2 separate regions of the Mus musculus genome follow, and region 1 is linked to region 2. The links are chromatin contacts, called in public HiChIP or PLAC-seq maps. All regions are on one chromosome and are shown on one strand. Each heading gives the region's core, a stretch centred on a gene start, on an enhancer-like site or on the middle of the called end of the contact. The rest is flanking DNA. Distances are from core to core; before and after follow the strand shown.

What was found. HiChIP or PLAC-seq counts read pairs in DNA pulled down with a chosen protein or histone mark.
Region 1: a contact with region 2 is called in an H3K4me3 HiChIP or PLAC-seq map of bone marrow-derived macrophages, with 6 times the contacts expected there. The contact joins two enhancer-like sites. A contact is called at or near these places in 1 of 15 datasets of contacts at CTCF or cohesin (the NIH/3T3 cell line), 1 of 484 Hi-C or Micro-C datasets (cumulus cells) and 4 of 115 datasets of contacts at active chromatin or transcription factors (bone marrow-derived macrophages, embryonic stem cells, epiblast stem cells and 1 more).

What each region holds. Positions count from the first base shown.
Region 1 is chr8:10,792,839-10,798,137 of GRCm38.p6, reverse strand. No RefSeq gene overlaps it. Among named protein-coding and RNA genes, the nearest start is that of Gm32485, 22 kb to the left of the region's middle. Within about 2 kb of position 3,682, at least 41 of the 459 cell types and tissues checked have an H3K27ac peak or open chromatin away from gene starts, as enhancers often do. A contact at or near this core is called in bone marrow-derived macrophages, where this site is marked.
Region 2 is chr8:10,661,026-10,666,452 of GRCm38.p6, reverse strand. No RefSeq gene overlaps it. Among named protein-coding and RNA genes, the nearest start is that of Gm32330, 9.6 kb to the left of the region's middle. Within about 2 kb of position 2,467, at least 87 of the 459 cell types and tissues checked have an H3K27ac peak or open chromatin away from gene starts, as enhancers often do. A contact at or near this core is called in bone marrow-derived macrophages, where this site is marked.

The sequences.
Region 1 (5,299 bases), core at 2,433-4,932, 130 kb before region 2:
GTCTCTGTCTCTGCCTCTGCCTTTGCCTCTGTCTCTGCCTCTGTCTCTCCATCTCTCTGTCTCTCTCCCGTGTGTGTGTGTGTGTGTGTGTGTGTGTGTATGTATGTGTGTGTGTGTGGGTGTTTATAGGCTAAATGGAATCCTTAAGGGACATCTGCCTTAATTTTTGAGACATTTGAGTCTCTCAGCTACCTGTAGATTGACATCCATGGAATCTGAGGAATGAACCTGCATCTAGTCCCTATCACCAGGATTACAAAGACATATTACTACCACCCTGCCTGGCTTTTGACATGTGTGTAACAAGGAGCAAATCTCAGGTCCCCATGCTTTACAAATGGAACTATCTCCTCTGCCCCTGACTGACTTCTTCATTCAGCTAGACATGTCTGCTAGGATAGACCTGAATGAGAGCAGCTGAGATGGGCTGGGATCATCAAAAAGAAGAATATATTTCTAGTCACCTCAACACTGAGAACTGTGAATGAAGAGACCCTGTGGTTGGTTCATAGGAGATCAATCTGTAGAGATCAACAGAACTTCACCTAAGCCATCCGGTGAGGTAGACAGCTACCACCTAAGGTCTTAGCAGAATCCTGCATTGCTAGATGTATCCAGTTTCTGGGAGAGTACACAAGGTGCTGAGCTTTAGTCAAGGCTGTGCTTTTCTGAGCAGCTGATGATGAGTGTTTAGTTTTTACTTGACTTTTCTGTCTTTCTGTCTTCCTGTTTTACACCTGCCTGCCTGCCTGCCTTCCTTCCTTCCTTCCTTTCTCTCTTCCTTCCTTCCTTCTTTTTCCTTCCTTCCTCCCTCCCTTCTTTCCTTCTTCCCTTCTTTCCTTCCTTCTTTCTTTCTTTCTTTCTTTCTTTCTTTCTTTCTTTCTTTCTTTCTTTCTTTCTTATTTCCTTCCTTCCTTCCTTCCTTCCTTCCTTTCTTTCTTTCTTTCTTTCTTTCTTTCTTTATTTCCTTTCTTTCCTTCCTTCCTTCCTTCCTTCCTCCCTCCCTCTCTCCCTTCCTTCCTTCCTTCCTTCCTTCCTTCCTTCCTTCCTTCCTTCCTCCCTCCCTCCCTCTCTCCCTTCCTTCCTTCCTTCCTGTCTCTCTTCCTTCCTTCCTTCTTCTCCCCCCCCCCCCCCCCCCGTTGATTCTCAGCCAAATTCATCAGGCTCAGAGATGCTCACTGCTCCTACTTTACTGCAACACCACACACCAGAAATGATGTCTATTAAGAACATCTCAATCCATTATCACCAAAATGATGTTTTAATGAACTAATGAATTAATTTTAAAAGCAAACCCACTCAGCCACAGTAGGACTTTCCACAGGGGGAAAAAAGCATCAAGGAGCAGGTAAAGAGATCTCACCTGGTGCAGAAATCATAGTCCTGGATCTCCTGATGTCCCTTGGGCCTGTTCCTTTCCAAGCCTTGGGTTTTATTTAGACATATGAAGTAAGCAATGGTGGACAGCTTAGAAAGCCTGCTCACACTTCCAGGAATCTCCCCACTGTTTCAGTGTTTCTTCCTTAAGTTTACAAACCTCACATCTGGCTTTTGTCTATGGCTCAGGGGTTCATCTGTAAAATGAGTTAGAATCTTAACCAGCACAGGATGCCACGTCTTGGCTAAGAAGGCAATGCATACATGACTCAAAATATTTTTGAATATTAAAAAAAAGCCATCAAAACCCAACTTTCTTCTTGTTGCTTAGAAGGCTGCTGAGCACTGTGCTCTATGGCATATAGGGCATCATACCCTGCTAACTTGTGTCCCTCAGTTCTTTCCTAGCCTGAGTCAAATCCTATCTCTAGACACATTGAAGGGTATTTTTGAGCTTGAAATAAATCATATGTCTCTAACATCTAGAGGTTCAAGAACCACAAGGAGGTTCTAAAAGGTCTCCAGTTCTAAATCGCACAGTTCTCTGTCTATTGGTCTTCTGGAACCTGTGTCCTTAAATATGGGCACTGGTCACAGCAGGATATCATCAAGGACTGTTCTGTTTCTGGTTGTCCTTTTTATGTTAGAGACAACTCTCTAACACACACACACACACACACACACACACACACACACACACCATTTGCACTGTCCTGACTCTATTGAGCATGAACTTATCTTTTAGTGTCTGTTGGGTTTTTATCATGGAGCACTGCCTCATCTCTTGGACTATAAGAGAGTGGCTGACTTCCCCAATGAGGCATCCTCTGGGACTACTGGTCTGCTCCTTCCCTGGTCTTGCCATTCAGGGAATTGATAGTAACCTTAGCTGTGTGGTTTGGAGGCAACATGTGGGAAACAAGCTAGTCTCAGTGGTGACTGTTGCATTCAGTATGATACTATGTGAGCCTCTGAAGACACAGTGGTGATGGTGGTATTCCATTTTAGTGAGACATTTAGATGTTAGACATGATAGAAGTTGTAGATCCAAAATTACCAAAAGGTACTTGTCTCAGTTTAGATTGTGACTTGAAACTCATGTTAAAATGTCTTCTTTCTTCCTTCAAGGGATACTGAGCACTGACCACAGCAAGCCATTTTGAACTGTACTTTAAACATGGGAACATTTTCTGGAAACATCTTTGGTTTCAAGATATCTTTGACTCTTTTTCAGTTGTGTGCATTGTTAAAATTCTTCCAAAAAGGGCTGAGAGGAATGAAAATAATACAGATACTGGGACACATAAGGCTATGAAAATAGAACATCAAATAGACATTCATGCCATTCTGAGCAGCCTGTTCCCACAGGAAGAGTCAGGAATTTCCACCAAATTTGTTCATGGCCAACCTCTACCATCTATGTCCATTTGTACACATATGCATTTGCACCTGTATGCATGTGCACCAACATGAACGTGCACATGTATGTGTGTATATATGTATGTAAGTATATACACATAAATACACAGGAAAATAGAATTTCAAGAGCTGTTCAAACATCTTATTAGATTTATTTATTTTATTCCAAGGGCTGTTGCACCCCAAGGCACACAGGTGGCAGACAGAAGACAATCTGCAGGAGTCAGTTTGTGCTTTCTACCATGTGAATTCTGGGGAGCAAACTCAGGTCATTAGGCTTGGTGGCAAGTGGCTTTATCCTCTGAGCCATCTCTCTGCTCCCCAAAGGACATTTTTTTTTTTTTTTTTTAGCAGTAAGACTCAGAGTGGTCTGAGTTGGATGTGTCTGCAATGCATACAGGACTCAGAATAGTTTTGAATATTCAAAAAAAAAAAAAAAAAACAGCCACCAAAACCAGACTTCCCTTTCAGAATGGTCTTTTTATTTTTATTTTGCATTTTGTAACTCTACTAAGTGTAGTCACCCAGCATCCAAGGTCAGCCGAACTGAAAAAGCAGAACAAAAACACACAGAAGGGTGATTTCTCAGAAGGAAATGGCAGCATTCATGTCCATAGAAGCAAACTTTAATCCTGCGGCTGAGAGGGGGAAACACAATGGCCGCATGGGGCTAATGGAGAATTCCCGGCTCTATTCTTCCCTGAAATATTTCATGGATGCATTCATCGCTCTTTCTCTTCAGAATGAAAGCAATAAAACAAACGAGAGACCTAATCTTTAGTTCAAATAAATGAAAAGAAATTGAAATCCACTTCATTCCCTGAGAAAGAGGAAGAATACAAATGAGGCGCATTGTGAGGTTTCTGGAAAGGAGCGATGCACCACAGCTGTAGGAATGTGGCCTGACAGCCTCTGCCTGTCAGCGCCATTAGCGGGGAGATCTGCTCAGGAAGGTTCCATTTTGTCTGAAAGGATGAAGTCCTGCTGCAAAGACTTGAGTGTGTGATGCACAGGGCAAGAGTGCAGTTAGATTTTTTTTTGCTGTCTAGGTCCTGACTCCCCATCTGGTGTGTGTATGTGTGTGTGTGTGTGTGTGTGCACTTAGGTGTGCATGTGTGTGTACGTGCACATGTGTGTGTGTATGTTTGTGCATTTAGGTGTGCATATGTGCGTGTATGGAGGCCAGAGGTTGATATCAGGTTTCTTCCTCAACTATTCTCCATCTTCATCTTTGAATTAAGTTCCCTTACTAATGAGGCTGACTTGCTGATCTTGGGATCTTCCTGTTTCTACCTCCCCAAAGCATGGACTGTATGCTCATTGTATGCAGCATTTTTACATGGATACTGGGAATCTGAGCTCAGGGCCTCATTCTTATATAGCATGTACTTTACTGACTGAAGCGCGCGCACGCGCGCGCACACACACACACACACACACACACACACACACTTACCCCATCCTCATCTGGCTTTAAAGAATAACTCTGAGCAACAGCTTCAGTCTGCTCACTGTAGAGTGAGGGTTGCTGTCCAATGGCCTGGACAGAGGGAGCACTTGCCCAGAGTGCACCCTGGAAACCATCAATATTCTTTAGATGCATCCATCTTTACAGGCTGGATGTATAGAGTTCAGGAAGGCACAAACACTTACAAGAAAAAAATAAAAGAAAATTTGTGATTTAAGATGCCAGTCTGTGGCAGCCACATTTTCCTTCTTTTGTTTCTTCCTCTGTTTTGGGATGAGTGAGTATTTGAATGTGCATGGTACATGCATGTGAGTATGCATTGTGCATGCATGTGTGTGGTATATGCATGTTAGTGTGTATGGTATATGCATGTTAGTGTGTATGGTATATGCATGTAAGTGTATTTGGTACATGCATATGAGTGTGTGGTACATGCATGTGAGTATGTGTGGTACACACATGTATACATGGTACATGCATGCGAGTGTGCATGGTACATGCATGTGAGTGTGTGATGCATACATGTGAGTATGCATGGTGCATACATATGAGTGGTGTATGCATGTTAGTGTGTATGGTGTATGCATGTAAGTGTATGTGGTACATGCATGTGAGTATATGTGCTATACGCAGGTATACATGGTACATGCATGTGAGTGCATGTGGTGCATGTGTGTGAGTGTATATAGTACATGCATATGTGCATGTTGCATACATGTGATTGTGTGTGGTACATGCATGTGAGTGTGCATGGTGCATGCATATGAGTGTGTGACACATTCATGTGAGTGTGCATGCATATGAGTGTGTGTGGTACATGCACATGAGTGTGCAGGTATGCATGTATACATGTGGAGCCAGAGGAAAGCATTGGATGTCTTCCTCCATTCTCTCTGCGTTTGTGTCTTGAAACAGTCTCTCACTGAACCAGAAACTGGGCAGTCAGAGAACTTCCAGGATCCTCTTATCTCTACCTCCCATTGCTGGAGGTGTAACACATGAATCTATGCCTACCTTTATGCTGGTGCTGGGCAT
Region 2 (5,427 bases), core at 1,218-3,717:
ATTGCATGCAACCTGCTTGGAATTTCTAGAAGATAGTTGCAAGACTGGATGTCTAACTCCAGGCAGCCTGATGCTTAGCTTAGGGACCCCTTCCTCTCCTTCAGCAAAGGAAGCCTCGATTTACACCTCTATAGACCCATCTCAGCAAGTTCAGTCTTTCCATTAACCCCTGGTAGCCACAATGACTTCCTAATACCAGTTAATTAACAAACACTGGTGCTCCAACAGATGAATTCCTGGGAGAGTCTTTGGTGTGGTCCCCAGACTGCAGGAGCAGAGCGCAAGCTTTTTCCTTTGTTCTTCCAACACTTTCCTTGTGGGCCACAAAGTACTTTGAATCTCAAATGAGCTCTCTAATTAGTCTCTGCCGGCCTTCCTGCAGGATGGGCAGGGCTGTCGATTATCTCCACTTTGCAGATAGTAACAATTTACAGGACTTGGCTGAGGTCACCGGAACATTAGCATCTCAGCCAGAATACAACTCTTAGTCACTAAGCCCAGTCCTCCTACTCTGTTCCCTAGACAACTCCCTCCATCCTCTTGGCATTGGATCTGTACTTGCAGGGAGACCTTATTGTAACACTGTGAACTCCAATTTGGTGCTTGAGGCCTGGAGGTAAAAGGGGGACTTGAGGAAAGGTGTTCTGGCGTGTTTGTTTTATAGATAATACTCTACTGACTGGCTTGGCAACTCTGCGTGCACTTGTGTCTCAAAAACAAAAAAAAATGTCATTTACACAATCCATAGACTATCTTCATGGCCTAAATATTTCAAGGCCAGACCAAGTGAATACACCACCGGTGGGTGATTCTCAGCAACTAAGTATGCTTGTGTGAGGTTTGGGGACTCACTGTGCCCTGTGGTGATTGCAGATGAGATTCCCCACTGCCCAGTGCTCTGTGCATGTGATTTGAGCCTCTTTCTGTTGTATTGGAGAGCTGTGACACGGGGAGGCACATCTTTTCTCACCTCCTGAGGAGACACCAGAACTCTGTGTGGCCAAAGTACAGGGCTGTGTTAACCAGAACCAGGTCTCTCAAGAAACATAGAAGTGCAAGCTGCACAAACCCAGCTCATCATTTATTGACAGGAGCCTTAGACGCAGGCGGGACCAGGGGCTGCTATTGGACGGTCTACAGGCAAATTTCCGAGAGTGCCAGAGCTGAAGAACGAAGACATAGACTTTGATTCCTAAATCTCCAGTGCTCAGGAACGCTGTGGTCACGGCAGATGTGTGTTTATTCATGATATTCAACTGACGCAGACTCCCAGACTCCGTTCCCCACCCTCTCTGAACAGTAAACAAGTCCTCCCCATGACTGTGGGAACGGACTAATGAGTAATTACACGTTTGAAAGTCACCAGAATGGAATCCCAGGGGTGGACCCCTGAGTAAAGGAGAGTTGTGGGATAAATGCAAACACATTCTTTGGATTCCAGATCCCAGTGTGGTGCCAGGGTGCAGCTTCCCCAGGGAGGGCATGGAGGTACAGTAGGCCGCAGAGCTGATCCTATTAGCCACCTCACTTGGGCACTGATCCAAGAAGGCTAGCTGTAAACATGAATATTATTGTTCAGATCTTTGCTCTGTCTCATTCAAATATAGAAAGCTACATAAACATAAGGGAATTCTCTAAGAAGTATTTATCTCAATCCAAAGCAAGGAATGACTTCTGTGTTTGTTTGTTTGTTTATCTGTAGTGGTAGCATTAGTGTATTTGAGTTAGTGATCCAAGAAATGGGCATACTTTATGTTTGGGAAGTTGCAACCAATACCAGCATCACACTGACACATTCATTCATTTAGCCTTCCAGAGACACAATAAACAGCTCTGAGAACTATCAAAGCTAATGATTTAGTCCTCTCCCCATAATCATAAATGTGGCAGGTCACACACCCTTATAGGTGAATCGAATCCTGAATGTGGTAATCAGTACAAACAATTACTAACTGCTAAAACTGCTTAAAGTCTGCCGAGGCTGTCTGCCATTGGTAGCTAGAAGAAACCCCAACCAGCTGCTCCTTTTCGGCCAACCAGCTGATCATTTCAAACATAGTTGCACAGACATTAATTTGAATGATGGCTGTATGTCACTTCTAGGGAACAGACCAGAGGCGAGTAGGATTTCTCTCAGGGTAGTCTTCAGGCTTTATGCAGGGAGCAAACCGGCTTTCTTCAAAGGTTAGCTTCACCACAGGTGGTCTATCCCTTCTGAAAGACTCCTCCAGTCCCCACAGGCTGACCCCTGTTCCCATGGCAACCTGAGAAGTACAGGGTTGTTGAAAACAATTCTTTAATTTGTTTACTATTTCAAACTCAAGAACACGCCCCAAGGTTTCAGTCTCTACTCCAGAGTCTGCTTTTCTGACGTTTGAAAGAAAAACAGGAACAAAACCCCTTAGTGCTCTTTTACATGGAAGAGACTCTGAGGAACTAAGCTTTCTCGAAGGCCAGCTTGTGTTATAAATGGGGAAGCCAAGGGTTATGTTTCATACCACGAGGCTGCACAGCTAGAGGAACCTCACCAAATGGTGTCATCTTCTTGCTGTTGCTTGATGTCTGCTGTGTGCTGAGACTGTCATCTCTACTTCAGTTGTAGGAACAGAAGTGTCTGGATACAACCATAGAGCTCACACTCTGAAGGCCGGAGAATCCAACTGGTCAATATTTCTATGGCTGTTTGTATTCCAGGAGGCTGATGAAGTTGTCAGAGAATTATCAGCAGGCTGCTGATGCTTAGTGCCTGCCACAGAGAGCCCTGGCTCTGTGGAAGGTGTCAGTTGCTGGGAAGGAGGGCGTGCTTAGTGTATATCCTGATGAAGTCTACCCAGCTCCCTCAAAGAGTAGGTCTCTGGTGAGATGAAGAGTTGGTAAAGCACCTGTCTGTTTCTTCATCATAATTAAGACAAGATCAAGGCACTAAGAGCTCAGACTGGCTTCTTCATAATTTGTCTCCAGATAAAGTTCAGTAAAACAAATGGGACTCGCCAGATTGGATTCCTTTGCTTTTGACCTCCCATATTGGTTAGTTGTCTTGACTGGAGGTCTGGAAGCATCTTGATAAGGACTCAACTAGACAGGGCTTTCTTGCTTGGTGGTGACTTCCTAGGTGCCTTCTTCCAAACAGACACCCAAGTGTCAGGCCTGCCCCAGCCAGAAGCTTGCTGGGAGAGAGGATGGCAGCTTGTTCTCTCTGTGTTCTGGAGAAGGGGCCTGTTTTAACTCCCTACTCCTCCCATAAGCTGAGAGGCACCCTATGGCCTCTTGGTTGAGGGGAGGCAGAATGCCTACAGCTTGATATTCAGATTCACAGGTGGCATCTTTGGACTCTCTGTAGAGACAGGGAACTCACATCCCCCAGTTTCCCAGTCAGGCAGCAGAATGGCTCAGGCCCCTGTTTGACAGGGCAGTCCGTCAACAGTGAACTGTCTCTCTGGTTGTTATCAAACACAGCAGATCTCACTCATCAGCCCACTTACAGAAAAGCCTTGGGCCAATTTCATTGAGGATGGAAAAAGCCTTCTGCCTTGCCCTTTGGGGCATGGCTATGTCCAGCAGCACTGGCAACAGAAAGCAGGACCGATCGGAAGGCAGATTGTATTAAGTAGATTTCTATGCAGTTAATTAGATTCGAGACGAGGAGAGGTTGATATCAAAATCAGTAAATGTTGAATGAGAAGAGTCTTACGGCTAAAGAAAACTCTGGAAGAGGGATAGGAACCCAGGATGTCCATGATTACTTCCTGAATAATTACTGTTTGAAAGAAATTGTTTCCAGCCACCTGAAGGGGGGCTCAGATCAACAGATGCTTGGAATAGAAATTTACAAAGAATGCTTGAACACCTGGAGGTAACACTTGGGTAGGAGCGATTTTATTCTCTACCACTCTCTGATTTCTGTCTGTTTCTGTCTCCTGTCTAAGGTTCTGAGCCCCCAGATGTGACTCCTGGGATCAGGACTAGGAGTGTCCTCTACAAGACAAGAGCAGCAAGCACCCACAGACGCTGAGCCCTCTCTCCAGAATGCACAGTCCTCTTTGGAAGTCCATTTTATTGTGGTGGCCTGAATGAGAATGGCCCCCATAGGGTTATAAATGTGAAGGTTGTCAGGAAGTAGAACTCTTTGAAAGGATTAGAAGGAGTAGGAGGTGTGGCCTTGTTGGAGGAAGCATGTCACTAGGGGTGAGCTTAGAGGTTTCAAACGCCCAAACCCAGTTTCTCTCTGCCTTTGGACCAGGATATAGTTCTCAGCTACTGTTGTGGTGAATGACATCGTGTTTTCTGCCACGATGATAATGGACCTAGCCTCTATAACTGTAGCCAAGGCCCCAATTAAATGCTTATCTTTATAAAGTGTTGCCATGGTCATGGTGTCTCTTCACAGCAATAGAACAGTGACTCAGATTGCATAAACCATGAATCTTGCTCCAAAGACAAGAAGAGTTGGTTTAGTCTGAGTTTCCATGACCTAGGAACACTGAGTCAGGTTGCCCAGAATGAAACTTCCTGCAGTGGAAGGGATAACATGAACTTTCATGGTCACAAAACCAAGAGTCTTACACAAGCCTAGGAACTTACCAAAAGCTTTGGTGAGGATATCAAGTAGGTAGGTTGTAACAAAAGGGGGTGGGGCATCTCTGCTATTGGCCTCAGAGATCTCCGATGACATTCTCAGGCAAGATTGCTCAAAACCAATGTGTTGCTGTCTAAGGGTTACTATTGTGATCTAAAGACTTATACTTTCATGTCACTGTTCATTTTCAAAGGAATTTAGAACAGGAACTCAAACAGGTCAAGAATCTGGAAGCGGGAGCTGATGCAGAGGCCATGGAGAAGTGCTGCTTACTGACTTACTCATGGCTCTCACACTCAGCCTGCTTCCCTATAGAACCCACCATGGACTGAACCTCGTGCATTAATCACTAATTAAGAAAATGTCCTACAGGCTTGTCTACAGATCAATCTCACAGAGGCATTTTAAAAGTTAAAGTACCCACCCTTCTAATGATTGTAACTGTGTCAGGTTGGCATGAACCTGTCCAGCATTGCTGTGAAGTCACAGTTTTGTGATAGATTCAGAAGGTGGGTCTATTAAAAGGACTAATGGCAGTCCTGGGTGATTTGGGGTTTTTATCTGCAACCTTCTAGAGCTTCAAAAATGGGGAGTTTTAACCAGTCAGTGAATCCTCACACTCTAAGACACAGGTGTGGTTGTTCCAGGAAACCCTAGCTCACAGTTCGCTCTGAATGAGGACAGCAGTTAGAGCAATGACTCTAAAAGCTTGGTTCCCAGGAATGTCCTTCTTATCTCTTCTCCTAAATGACGTCTGTCTCTTGACAAGGAGGCTTCACATGAGGGTGTGGCCATCTCCAGTCTTGATGCTAATTCACTCCCGGGAACAGCTTTAGAACTAGACCTCTGAC